2 separate regions of the Mus musculus genome follow, and region 2 is linked to region 1. Evidence: chromatin contacts called from public Hi-C data. All regions are on one chromosome and are shown on one strand. The core of a region is the stretch at or near the end of the contact, and the rest is flanking DNA. Distances in the headings are between cores, read along the strand shown. Region 1 has its middle 150 kb from the start of Gm31408. Region 2 overlaps Barx2 (BarH-like homeobox 2).

What was found. A called contact is a pair of places that touch in the nucleus more often than the background predicts.
Region 2: a contact with region 1 is called in a Hi-C map of uterus, with 1.8 times the contacts expected there. The contact joins two enhancer-like sites. A contact is called at or near these places in 3 of 484 Hi-C or Micro-C datasets (nephron progenitors and uterus) and 1 of 115 datasets of contacts at active chromatin or transcription factors (pancreatic cancer cells).

What each region holds. Positions count from the first base shown.
Region 1 is chr9:31,705,475-31,712,700 of GRCm38.p6, reverse strand. No RefSeq gene overlaps it. Among named protein-coding and RNA genes, the nearest start is that of Gm31408, 150 kb to the right of the region's middle. Within about 2 kb of position 2,495, at least 7 of the 459 cell types and tissues checked have an H3K27ac peak or open chromatin away from gene starts, as enhancers often do. A contact at or near this core is called in uterus, where this site is marked.
Region 2 is chr9:31,845,651-31,852,108 of GRCm38.p6, reverse strand. It overlaps Barx2 (BarH-like homeobox 2), which reads left to right. Exons shown (of 4, transcript NM_013800.2): 4 at 5,054-6,065. The coding sequence ends at 5,320. Among named protein-coding and RNA genes, the nearest start is that of Gm31497, 57 kb to the left of the region's middle. Within about 2 kb of position 2,793, at least 11 of the 459 cell types and tissues checked have an H3K27ac peak or open chromatin away from gene starts, as enhancers often do. A contact at or near this core is called in uterus, where this site is marked.

The DNA.
Region 1 (7,226 bases), core at 1,246-3,745:
AACAAGCCTGGGCCCAGGGTACAGCCATGGTGCTGTAAGATAGGGAATCCACAGGGCGCTTCAGCTCAGGGCAGGAGGACAAACTTGAACTAAATGTCAATTAGTAGAATAAGGGCATCCTGCTGTGAAGATTAGGAATCGTATTTATATTATTCGATACTCATTTCACAGGTGAAGGAACTGAGGCACAAGACAGGACAGTGGGGAAAAGCAAAGGTCTCTCTCTCTCTCTCTCCCTCTCCCTCTCTTTTTCTTTCTTTCTTTCTTTCCTTCTTTTTTTTGAACTCAGAGGAAGCCGAGTGAGAAGCAGGTTGGGCTTTGTGCTAAGCATTGCATATGCGCACTTTACTAAGGCCACAGGCACCCTGGGAGACCCGCACTGTATCTCTGTTTGCACTTTTGGACGCTGAAAAATTGAGCAGTTACTCAGCTTCACCAGGCAACACGCACAAGAGAAGGAGTCAGCACTTTGGAGTTGATCGCATAGGCTACTAAAGCTCACAGAAAAGACCATAGAATTAAGAATCAAAAGACAAGCATTTTGATTCTGGCTCCACCCCAGGAGTCACGTGACCCCAGGGAAGTTACCTAACCTTACTGACCCTCTGTTTCCTCATTGGCACAAAAGGGATCATAATTCCTACCTCATAGGATTTCTGTGAGGATTAAATAAGATTACAGCTGTCAAGTTCTTGGCAGATAGTATGTGCTCAGTAAACACTAATTCTCTCCCTCACCATTATCTCCTCACTTCCATTATCCTGGACATCAACTCTTGTAGGTCTGTGGCTGCCTCTCCCAGCGACTCACCTCCGCCTGCGCAGGCATCCTCTGCCACTGGACACCGGTGCTCCAGGCTAAGGGGCACTGCCTGGAGGCAACTGCCAGGTGGATATGGAAGTGGAAAAGGAAGAATGGTGTTTCTGATGGAGTCTCAGGGTCTACACTCAGCTCTGTCGCCCTGCTTAGAGTAAGGCTGGGGAAGCCCTGCAGTGAACCAGAGGGACAGGCACGAGCTGGTATTCCCACAGAGAACATGGCCCAAGCCCATGGCTTCCGGGCTTCTTGGGTTCCTTATTCCCTTTCTACCTTTTCCATTCCAGCTCTCCCTTGTAGTGAGTCCTGTTGCTTAACAGTTGGGTTGTAGATCTCTTGATGCGTACAGGGAGACCAGTGGATACGGGCAAGCAGCCATCACACAAAACTGTGGTTGCTCAGGATGGTGACGGGTTGCAGAATTTTAATACCTGGGCATCCTGAGCGGCGATCTGCTTGGCAAGTATAAGGAAATTCAGAAGTAGGTGTCCTGGGGCTACTGTCACGAATGAAGCTGATGTTCAAAGCCATCTCAAACAAAGGTCATTTGGAGTAATATAAAAATATAAATATAAGTATATATTTTATAATATAAATATTATAAAAGTAGAATAAACCCTAACAGAGTAAGAGATTGGCTATTGGATTTAGGGCAGGGGATGGAGGACATCAGCCGGTAGGATCTGGCTTTGCAAAGCACCCCGTGTGGGCAAGGGAACTTCCTGTGTACTCTCTGTCTCTTCAATAGTCCACGAAGTTGATGAAACCAAACCTCCCACTCAGCAGGGCCTAGGCTTAATCGCAGTCTCCCTTCCAGCTGTGTAATTGGGGCACATTATTTGACTTAATTTCCACATCCAAATAGCAGAGATAATAACACCTACCTCATTAGGGGGTTTTAGGGGTTCCAAGAGGCTATGTTAGAAAGCACACTAGTCCCACTAGTGCAGGGTTGGTGGCCCTAATGGATTGACTAATACGGAGCTGGAGAGGATACACGGACGTCAGGGAGGCAGGACTCAAGGCTTGGTTGACTTTGATGCCAAAGGATTCGGTTCTTTGTCGTAGTAAAATGTTTGTACATTTTAGTGCCTGAAAGTGGGGGTGGGGTGGATTATTTGTCTGGAGTGATTGGGGAAGTGACAAGGAGCCTGGTCTGCCTTTAGCTGGACTGTCACTGTCCTGTGTAGGTCACCAGCCTCAGATCCCTCAGCTACAAGATGTCACCTGTCAACACTGTGGATCTGTAAACTTCTTCCTGTTCTGAGTCTGCAGCACAAATCCATTTACGCAATCTTAATAGTTCCATTCTGTCTTTTCAAGTGTGACAGGTGGCTTAGGAGTTACAAGAAAAATAACTCTTAAATAATTTCAAAGCATAACAAAGCAAGCGATGCTCTCTGGGTTGGGTACTAGTTCCATTTCTTGCCCCCATCCACCCACACAGGGAGCAGAAGTGAGCTTTGTCTTTTTTCTCTTTCAGTCAAATAGCATACACATTGTCTGTGCACCTACCTGGGTTTTTTTTGTTTTTTTTTTTTTGTCTTTGTAATTTTTTGGTGGGCCTACTGCCAACAATGTGGATAAGATCTCTCAGGAACGTTTACAATGTCACATACTTATGCAAATGGATGTGTTTATAGCAACAGGCACCACAACAGGTTTCCATTATTGAGAAGAGAAGCCAGGCAACCAAAACAGCTTTGAGCACCAAGAATGTAAGGCTCTGAAGCTGGCAGAGGGGTAAATTCATTACCAGAGTAGCCTTGGCCTGTTCCAAACTTCTCATGGCTGCTGCCTGGTGGAGCCATGGTGGTTCAAATCGCTCCCTCTCTTAGATATTCTGTGCAGAGAAACATATACAAGACTATTTTATGGGCTGCTTGAAAGCCCACCCATCCAGTTATAAACTCTGCCATATAGAGATGAACCGCTTCAGTCTGAGCCTCTGAGTGATGTCACAACACAGGCTCATATGTGTGGAGATTAGGAAAGGCCCGTTAAAGTGAGTTTGTATGCACAATCCTGTTTTACAGAGCAGTTCCACGCCTACTAACTATGGCACTTTGGGTGAAATACTCTTTGGTCAGTCTCATTGTCTGGCTCTGCCATCTGTCTCATCTGATTGCTTGGGAATTAAATGTCTATGCCTGACATGCAAAAAGGATTTAACTAGTAGATATTATCACCATGTTGTCCTCCTCCTCCTCTTCCTCCTCCTCTTCTTCCTCCTCTTCCTCCTCACCATCATCCTCTATGGCATTTTTAAGCTGCATTTGAGGTTATTAATAGGTAATATCTGAAAAAGAAGCTTGTGTGATCAAACTAGTTATGAAAATCCCAAGAGGCTGAGGATCCCATTACATCAGCCTTGATACCACAAGGCTTCTCAGCTCCAAGGCTGCCAGTGACTTTCTGGAAGGGAGCGTGGTGCTCATCTCTCCTCTGACTTGTTCTCAGAACTTCTCTCTGCTGCCGGCCTTTCTGGATACCGGTGAGCCAAGAAAGTCTTTGGGAAGTCTTCATAAAGGCCTAGAATCAGAGAATGGAATTTCAAAAGAAACTATGAACCAGGCCTAGTGCACAGGCCTATAATCCAAGGTAGTCCATGTGAGGGGCTGATCAAGAAGATCATGAGTTCAAGGCCACTCATGATGGGTAGCTTAATCAAACAGGGTCCCGGTTTAAAAAGGAAAAAGAAGCAAAACGAGGACCAGGTAGAGAGAGCACTTGCCTGGCCTCAGTGAGGCCCTGGGTTCAATCGCTAGCCCTGCAAAACAAAACCAACCAAATAAACAAACCAACCCAAAAAGACAAGATTGATGAAGAGCAAGACATTTGAGTCCCAGGCACATAAAAACCATGAAGAGAACAGAGGGTGGGTGTGGCCAATCATGTGCTGGAAAGTCCCACGGACACCCACCCTCCTCGACACCCGACACAGGTAGACCATGTGACTCTTGTTTTTTTTTCAGACAGCAATATACATCAAGTCTCCAAAGAAGTCTGAAGAAGGCCAGGGCTCGCCTCACTATCCCCAGGTGACAGCTGACTGTACTTAGAGCCATGGACTTAGATGGTGGCCCACCTGAGATGTGACCCGCTGCCCCCAGTCACCCTCTAGAGCTTTTTTAATTTTTTTGGTGATTGAGAAGGTTGAAACACATTTGTCCTTACAAAGCATTCAGACTTCACTTAGCCTGAGGTACTTAAATAATTAAGATCATTTTGAGCTTATTTTAGGCTTTAGGTACAGCTAGACTGTTTTCTTTTGGATTCTCTTTCCAACTTTTACATTTAGAGCATTGTAAAAAAAAAAATGTCCTGTTGAGACGCATTAATTGGAGCCTTACCAAAATATATTTTAAATGAGGTTTAGACTTAGCTGAACTAAATTTCCATTTCCTGTTCCTCCTTCCCTTGAGCCCCACCCCTCTCCTCAAAGCTCAGTGGCTTTGGGGGAGGGGCTAGTCTTCTCAGGCTTAGTCTCCTGTAATGGCCACAGCACAGAAGTGGCTGATTGGCCCGTTCCCTTCATGGGTCTCTGAGAGGAGGAAAAATCCCGTAGACCTGTGAACAGTGCAAGGAATGGCTCCCCATTGCACACTGTTTAGCTAGGGTGAAGATTGTTTGTAGGGAGACTACAAAGTGCCTTGGGCAGGGTTAGGCCTGTGATGGGTCCTGGCCCTCATCACTGGCTCAGCAGTGATGCGGATGCAAGGAAAGCCGCATCCTAGCGGGATTGGCGCTAGTGCTCTACGCACTGTGGGAGCTGCTGTGTTTCCTCTCCCTCCTGATGTTTACAATGCACTACTTCCTGCCAAGGGGAGTCATGCAAAAGCAGTAAATACTCAGGCCAAGAGGCTGTGAGCCATTAGCGACAAGAAGAGGTGTTTGCCTGTCTCACAGGAGCACCTCAAAGGCACCTGGGATGACATGTGACATGTCCAAAAGGCCTGTCTCCCTTCTCTGCTTTAAGGTCTGGCTTTTGGTCTTTGATTTTGTTTTACTAGAGGTACAAATTCAAAATCAACTGAAGGCTTGTATTTAAGTCCTCTAAGAAGAGACGTCTTCCCTAACCTGGTGAAAAGTCCCCGAGTCTCCACATACAGAGTACTGTGGGAGAGAAATTCCTGGACAAGGCTGAGGAAGGCAGGAGGAGCATCTAAGACCCTGCTGGAGTGGCGAGGCCCTCAAACCACACACAAGAAGAAAGACTGTAATATTCTAGGAAGGTTGTGTTGGACATCTGACACTTCTGGTCAGCTCTTTGGAGAAGCTGCCCTCCAACAGTGCAGAGGTTCTGATGGGGTTGGCCATCACATTCTTTAGTTGTTTCTTTTCTGTGGCCACCTCAGTTACACAGCCTTCTTGCTTTTGTTTACATCAGGGGCAATCGTATGCTTGAGGAAAACAGTGCCAATGCTTTTAACAGCGTTAAGCAGAGAGCTCAGGAAGTCCTGATGATCTATGGAAACCCGAGGCCCGCCACACGCCAACAGTGTGACCTCAGCTAAGACAAGTCATTCTTTGAGACCATGCAACGGAGTGTGGGATAATAATTCTGGGGTGTCTCCTTCAACAGGCCAGGACATAATGGATCAGAAAGTGCCTGGTGTTAGCACAAACTGTGATTATTAGTGACAAATTATGTAAGGCGTGAAAACATGGAGTAGATGTGCGTGCACCTCAGAAACCAAATGAGCTGGAGCTTAAAAAGAGAAAGCAAAACAGAAGCAGAGTGCAGAAGCTGGAGGGATCCCTAGGAAGGAGTGGACGTTCTTAATTAAGCACATGGGAACAGCCCTATTGGCTAGGCTGGGGACGGGGGGGTGGGAGGGTGGGGAGGGCAACTCAACAAAGAACTCCCAAATCTGTGTGATTCCTTCTGCAAGGTCTGCTCCTGACCCTTTAGTGACAAGTCTGGTGACACCTCATACGGTAGCTCAGGGGAAAATACTGCTGCATTCATCTGAAACACTTACTGCTGATCGAGCGCTGGTGAGCTAAGCCAGTTTGGGAGATGAAGAAGGGCTTGTGGCGAGACAGTGTAAGCTAGCCAGAAACAGAAATAAAACAGCAGGCAGAGAAGAGTGGGAGCCAGTGGAATGTGCAGTCTAACTTGGAAATTTGCTCATGAGGGGCAGCGTCAGGGCAGACGATGTTTGCTTGATTGTCTTTATCAGTCTTGGCTTTCTATGGCTATGATAAAACACCACTACCAATAGCAGCTTGGGAAGGAAAGGGTTGTCTCGCTGCCATAGCATAGTTCATCGCTGAAGGACTTCAGGGTAGGAGTTCGAGGCAGGGACCTGGAGGCAGGAGCTGAAGCAGAAGCTTCGGAAGAGTGCTGCTTACTGTCTTTCTCTTCCTGGCTTGCCCAGTTTACTTTCATATACCATTCCAGGGCCACCTGGCCAGGAGTAGTGCCACTCACAATGGGCTGGGCCCTCCCTTATCAGTCACTAATTAAGAAAATGCCTCCATCGGCTTGCCCATACGTCAATTAATGGGGACATTTCCTCAATTGAGAGTCCCTTTCCCCAAATGACTCTAGCATATAACAATTTGACAAACAAACTAACCAGGACGATTGGCTCTTTGTCAACTTGAGAGGTAAACACAGACTGTTAAACTTTAACTTTTCCTTTGTTGTACATCCCCAATATCTCACATTAATATCAGTATCACAATATAAGATTTCAACTTTCAAAGGTCCCATAAGCCTTAAGAATTCAAGTTATTTAAAAGTTTATTCTCTTAAAATATTCAAAGGCGCTCTAAAACTCCGAAGTCCATTCAGAAGTTCAAAGTCTCTCAACTTCAGGTTCCTATAAAATAAATATTAAGTTATATACTCCCTTACTCCAAAAGGAAAGAACCAGGCACGATCATAATCAAAGAAAAGCAAACCTCAGATCCAACATCCCGAAGTTCAATGTCAGATTTCTGGGCGTGTTAATCTTCTAGGACTTGCCACAGCACACAGTTTGCCTCCTAGGCTCAAGTTAGCTCTGCTCCACAAGAGCTGTTGGTCTTGAAATCATCCCATGGTACTAGCATCTCCAAAATGCTGACGTCTACACTGCAACTGCATTGTACCTTCACAAACAGCCCCCCTGGGTTCTGTGCAGAAACTCTAATCCCGTCATGTGGTCCCAAATATTCTCTCTATGATCCCCTCATTCCTGGGAGTTCTATTTCAAACTGGGGCTGGACACTCATCAATGGCTTTCCCTAACCTCTCATAGAGCCAAGTTCCAACTGCTCTTCATATCCCGGGACTTCATACCTTCTAAACCAGTACCACCATGGCATCTCTCACATACACCAAGTCTGACTGCCAGCATGAGGTGTAGCCTTAGCCCGCTCTGAATCAAAGTTTCTATGTGCTGATTCTGAGGACACAT
Region 2 (6,458 bases), core at 1,544-4,043, 140 kb before region 1:
CTCCCTGCCCATCTGGGGCACGTCCCTTGGGTTCCTTTTCTTTTAAGTTCCACCACCTTCCTCTTTCCTCACCAATCACCATTGTGGAAATCAATGTCTCCTGAGCAGCAGAGTATTGTTTAAATTGGTTATCAGCAATCTTTGCATGAGTCATACGAATAACGAACTGACAACCTGTCCTCTCGGCCAGCACCACCCAGTCCCCGCCCCCCCGTGGGACGACCTGTGCACCCTGGGCTCTGACATCACCTGTTTTTCATCAGGCACTCTACTGCCGGTGCAGTTGCAGAGTACCTGATGATAGTAATCAGCCATACACTTCAAAATGGAAGTAACTCAGTAGATTTAACATCAGAGAACCTTCTAGGCAAGCCAAATTCAGGTCCCTTCCAGAGAGAAGAGAGCCAAGCTTTTAGTTTTGTTCATGTTAGCAACAGCAAGTGGACCAGTTAATTCATATCAGGTTGAAGTGACAAGCTGAGCTACTTGCATGTCCATGTGGTGGCTGTGAGGTGGGTGTAAGAAATGAAACCTAAAAGGCCTGTGAGAGGAGAAGGGGATGTTGAAGGGGCAGGAAGGATGAGGTGAGGAGTGCGAGGGGAGGCAGAGACGGAGGAAGGGAGGAAAGCCATCACAAACAATTGATGTTTGAAAATACTTAGTGAAGTTAACGCTTTATATGCTAATTAAAAATATCAATTAAAACACAGGGAACATAAAAATACTTTCAGTTGAGTCGTTGAGACAGACCTGAAAGCTAAGTTATACCGAATAGTCAGGGAAACCGAGGAAGGGTGGACATGCTGCCTCCGGAGCAGAGAAGAGGAGGTAGGGCTGTGTGGAAGAGGTGCCTGTAAGCTGGTTTCAGTGGATGGATGGCAGTGTGTCTAGCAATGGTGGGGAATGAGCTTCAGGCAGAAAGAAGGGGCAGAAGGAACTTCAGAATGGCGGGAGCCACACACAAGGCATGGCGTGCAGTTGAGTGTTGAGTTCAGACTCCCTCAGAACAGCAGGGCATTGTTGAGCTCTGGATTGCCTCATATATTTCCCTGCTAAAAACTCTTTCAAGGCTATCTCTTCAGGTACTGAGAAGGAAAGAAAAAGATAATTGGGTAATAAAGATGTCTCAAGGCTAGTAACCTAATTGGAACTGGAAAAAGATTAGCATTTGATTCTCAGACTTACTCTCGAGGCTGCCAAGGACAAAGCTGCCAAGAGCCAGATAGGATCTCTAACTAGTTTTGACTGGTCAGCATGTGTAACCTATAGCGGGTTGAGTAAATTTAACTTTGCACATGAGATGGGATGCTTATCCCATATTCTGTTTTTGGAGATCCACAGCATTTGTATCAGGCCGATAATGTCTCACTTTTCAGTGGTCTGCAGTATTAACGCTCAGTTCTCTTCTGAAAGCGGACCCAACCGCACTCCAGAATGTGGAAAGACTATGGTGTCACACGTGGGTGTCACTTGATTTTACATTGTTTCCAGAGAGTGAACAGTTCAGGGAAACTGTTACCAGTTATGACCCTGGACAGGTTACTGTATGTCTCTTTGGTAAAGTCTCACATCTACTTCACAGAGTTGTGCTATCTGAAATGCCACCTACAAATACCTAGGCTAGTGCTTGCCACATGGGATGCTGAGAAGGGAATTTTAGCTATTGTGGATTTTAGTGTTTATTGTCAACAAAATCCATGTTTTCAAAGAATCTAAACTTTTAGAGGCCATGATAGGAAGGTGAAAGTGAATTTCTACAGGCTTCTAGGACCCCCCTCAAGTTCTCTTTCAGTCGAGAGGAGTCCTGAGTACATGGACCATGGGGTCATCAGGCTGGGACAAACAGCAAATGTGATTGGCAATGCTATGGGAGAGATTCATGTCGGAGAGCCCAGACTTTTATCTCAGCATCATCGATTCAGTGGTCCCAACTGTGCTGGAGAGGAGAGGGGAGAGAAAAACAAACGGTCCCCAAGTTCACAAGCCTGGCTTCTGGTAGGAGAGTGTGGACAAATAGGGAACAGAATGGTCAGTGGTGAGTTTTATGAGCTCCTATACATTAAGCAGAAAGAAATGCTGGTAAGGATGCTAGATTGGAGACGTTTGGAGTCTTACATTTAAGTCCAGCGCCCCCCTTGGCTCGCCTTGATCCCTGCGAACACTTTCTGTCTGGAAGGGGGAAGTAAAGAAGATGCACCCTTCTTACTGTCATCCTATTCTCTCAGAGGTAACTGCCTGAACCCCATCTCAATACCTCAGGAAGAAAGCAAGACGAGCCATCTTGACATCTTCATCCATGTTCAAATGCCTAGATGTAGGGTCCGGAGGAGGACTGCAGATCAATGGGGCTAATGAAGTGCCACACCCTAGGTGTTTTTGTGAGAGACAGAGAGAAGCACATGACCTCATGCCCAGTGGGTTGCCTGGCCTCTCTGGACTAAGGAACAACCTGTGTCTAGGAATCGGTGGGGAAGCAAGCCCCTGGAGAGGGCTGCAGGGTGCTTGTGAGTGTGCAGGCCTGGTGCAGGGCGGGTTCCGGATAATTGCACGTCTCAGGTGCGCTGGGAGGCAGGGGGCCAGAGGTCGATGGGGAAAGCAGCCAGGAGGGTAGTTATCTCCTAATTATTGCTTGCACTGGAATGTTTTATTCCATTTAGAAAATGGTCTGATTGTTTTGACTTTTTTTTTTTTTTTCATGCTGTAGGAAAACAGCCAGGTGGGGTAGATCCAAGCTGTGTGGGTGGTGTTCTGTAATTGCTGGGCTGGACTTTCTTTTGCCAATTAGATGGCTTCCTGAGACCTGCCCTTTTCTAACTTGATTACTGCATGGAGCAACTGCTTTTTGTATAACCTCTTTCATACCCAGTGGAACTGCTTTCAACAGGAAGATTCTGTCTTGGCACAGTCAGGCACTTTCAAAAGCATTGACATCAAGATCAGATACTGACATACCCAAGAAGGAACACACGGGTGTCTTCTCTCCAGAGTTAGTGTCTATACCTTGTTGAAGGTCACTTCATACCTCCCTTTGAGCTGTCTGGAGGGTTCAAATAAGTCAAGAAGAATTGCAGGTGGAAAGAGATGTTGGTTGAGACTATACAGTTTTCCTGGCTCTTGTACGCCAAAAATTAACTCAAAACAAATCACAGATCTACATAAGAACTAAAACCATAAAAGCCTTAGAAGAGAACATAAGTAAATATTCTTGGCTTAGGGTTAAACAATGCCTTTCTATGTACAACACAAAAATCGCTAGGGACAGAAAAATTAAGTTGGATCTTATGAGAATTAAAAACTTTTCTGCTGTGAAGGATACCATCACCAAGTGAAAAGACAAGAGAGAGAGAGAGAGAGAGAGAGAGAGAGAGAGAGAGGAAAAGAGAGCCCTCAGCATGGTAAGAGATATTTTTAAATGTTCTATCTGATAAGGGACATGAATTAGATTATTTTTAAGAATCTCTCATACTCTACTCTAAGGAGACAATTCAAACAGACAAATTGATGTGTGCATGGTCTGCCCTGAGATCATATGCACAAAAGAAGCAGTATACAGGTTGAGCAGGCTGTACTTGCATACTTATGTACAATGTATCTCAACAATTAAGAAAGAGAAGAAGGCCATGAATCTGAAAGAGAGACCAACATGGGGAGGGGTAGACGGGAGCAGTTGGAGGAAGGGAAGGAGGAAGTGATATCATTATCTTTAATTAGAATTTATTTTTAAAAAGATCACATGAAAAGCTGCTCAGCGTTGTTAGCCATTAGGGAACTGCAAATGAAACCCACACTGAGACCCTCCTTCGCACTAGCTAGGACGGCCATAATCAGGAAGGATTGATTACAAGCATTGGTGAGGAAGTGGAGACCTGGAATCCACATGCATGGTTGGTTGGAATGTCCAGTGGCACGGCTACATTAGCAAGAGTCCCCAGAATGTTAATCATAGAGTTGGCACACTCCATTTCTGGTACAGACCGGAAAGAGGCTCGAGCAGAAACTTGAAGCAGTGTCTATTCACCCATGCTCATGACAGCATTATTCACTGAGGAGCCTAAAGGTGGGTGTGATCTGAGTGTCTGTCAGCTGATAAGGGAGGGAGTCAGCAAACTGATACAGACATACGGTGAATATTACTTTCTGAATGTGCTAAAACATAGACGGACTTTAAGGATGCTGGGCCGAGTGAAGCAAAGCAAAGGCCACAGGTTATGGTTCTGCCTATGTGGAAAGACGGCTGATCACCGAGGTGCAGGGTGATGATTTGGTGCTAATGGGTATAAGGTTTCCATTGGCGATGAGGAAACATGATCCAAAATTGCACTGAGTGATAGCTGCCCAAGTTAGCAATTATGCTAAACATTGTTAAATTGGGCAGTTTAAATATATGAAGCATGAGTGCAAATTATATCTCAAAGCTGTTTTAATAAGAACTTAAGGCTTGATGAGTTACTGCACTCATTCTTGAAGTTCAGCCCAAGGAGGTCCTCTTCTGGTTTTGAAGAAGGAAACAGAGTCAATAAATACCCAGTGTCTACATAGAAAGGTCTTGGTCAGGAGAGATTTGTCCTTACGGAGCTTCTGTGCAAACGGAGAAGGGGAACAGTGAGTTGGAGATGTTCTCTAGTCTGGATCTAGAGTGGCCTCAAAGGTCCATGTGCAGGAAGAGGGCTCCATCCCTAGCCTGTAATGCTGTCAGCAGTGGAGGAAAGTTAAAGGCTTTAAGAAATAGAGCCCAGCGGAAGGAAGTTAGGTCATTGGAAAGTAGACACTGAGACCCCAGCTCCTCCTTTGTTTCTCTTTGCTTCCTGATCCCATGAAACCAGCAACTGGTTCCGTTCTTCCACGTGATAATCTGACTTCAGTGTATGTCCAAAAGTAGTGGGGCAACCATGAAGTAAAATCCTAACCCGTGAGGGAAAAATACATGTGGCCAAACCTTGTGGCTTTGCTCTCTGGAGGGAAACTACACATTGCTGTGTAAGGGTGGACCAGGAGCCGGGTGGAGGGATTTCATGGATTCAATAACTTTTCTTCCCCCCCCCCCCCCACATAGGTCCTTAAAGGTGGACAGGAAGCACCCACAAAACCTAAGGGGCGCCCTAAGAAGAATTCCATTCCCACATCAGAGGAGATTGAAGCTGAAGAGAAGATGAACAGCCAGGCTCAGAGCCAGGAGCTGCTGGAATCCTCGGAGAGACAGGAGGAGCCCTGTGATACCCAGGAGCCCAAAGCGTGCCTTGTCCCCTTGGAGGTGGCAGAACCTATTCACCAGCCCCAGGAGTTATCAGAAGCTTCCTCTGAACCCCCACCATTAAGCTAAAATAAAGTTCTTTGAGGGGAAGGGGGAGCTGGGAAGAAGGGAAGAGAGAGGCAAGGAGAATGAGGGAGAGAAGACCTCTAAAGACTAGTAACGTGGGTAGAGGAGCACTTCTGGTCTCCCACGTCCCAGCGTCATTTTCATCGGAAGCATTTGATGAAGACTCGATTGTGTGGGACTTAACCTTCTTGCAAGGCTGTGTTAGGCACAGATACCCTTCTGTAAGGGAGATAGCGCCTTGGATCTGATTGCCCAGGCTTGGGTGATAGCTGCAGGGCTGGCTACAGCAGCTCCGCTGGCCTGCAGCAAGGGCTGCTCTTCTCCCTCCTTGCTCTCCTCTGGGCAACAGGTCAGCCAAGCAGAGAGAGGTAGGTGGAAGTGCTCGGGAGACCTGCCCAGACTCCTTGCTGACTCGGCGCTTATTTCTGTAGTTTTAAGAGAATTGAATTTTTTTTTTTTTGAGGGTGGGGTCGGGTGGGGAAAGCTGTTAAAGGCAGACAAAAAAGAAGAAAAAAAGAAAAGAAAAAAAAAGGAGTTGGAGGGAGTTGTGAGTTACGAGGGACATCTCAGAGCCCTGCTTGTCTGTTTGGAGACCCCTGTGCCTTTGCGCCTTTATGAGACGGTCAGGTGCCGACAGACCTGATGGTCTTTGGCTTCCCTGCTTCGTGAAGTTGCCCTCCTGGAAGCTGCAAATGCAGATATGTTAAGATAACTTTTATTTTTTAATTAAAAATACATCTTTCAGGAGGATTGTCTTGTTTGCTTGTTCATTTGTTGGTTTGTTTAGAGAAGTGTCCGATGGAGAGAGAGGTAGTCACTCTCTTTGGATCTTTCTTTTCCCATCTACAAAGCAAAAGGCCGGGCCACACCACGAGCGCCTAAGGACGGGAGTCACTGAAGTGCTGCGGTGGTCACGAGCAGCTGGGCTGCCCCCACCAAGCTAATCCATGGCCAGCAGCTGCACAGATGGGGGCTTCAATTTTAAACGTTGTGTATTTTAAAAATATATACTTATTTATTTTATTTTTATGTGTGTGCGGACGTTTGTGTGTGTGTGTGTGTGTGTGTGTGTGTGTGTGTGTGTGTTGCATGTTCATGCCACTGTGTGTGGAGGCCAGAGGACAAATTATGGAAGTCAGCT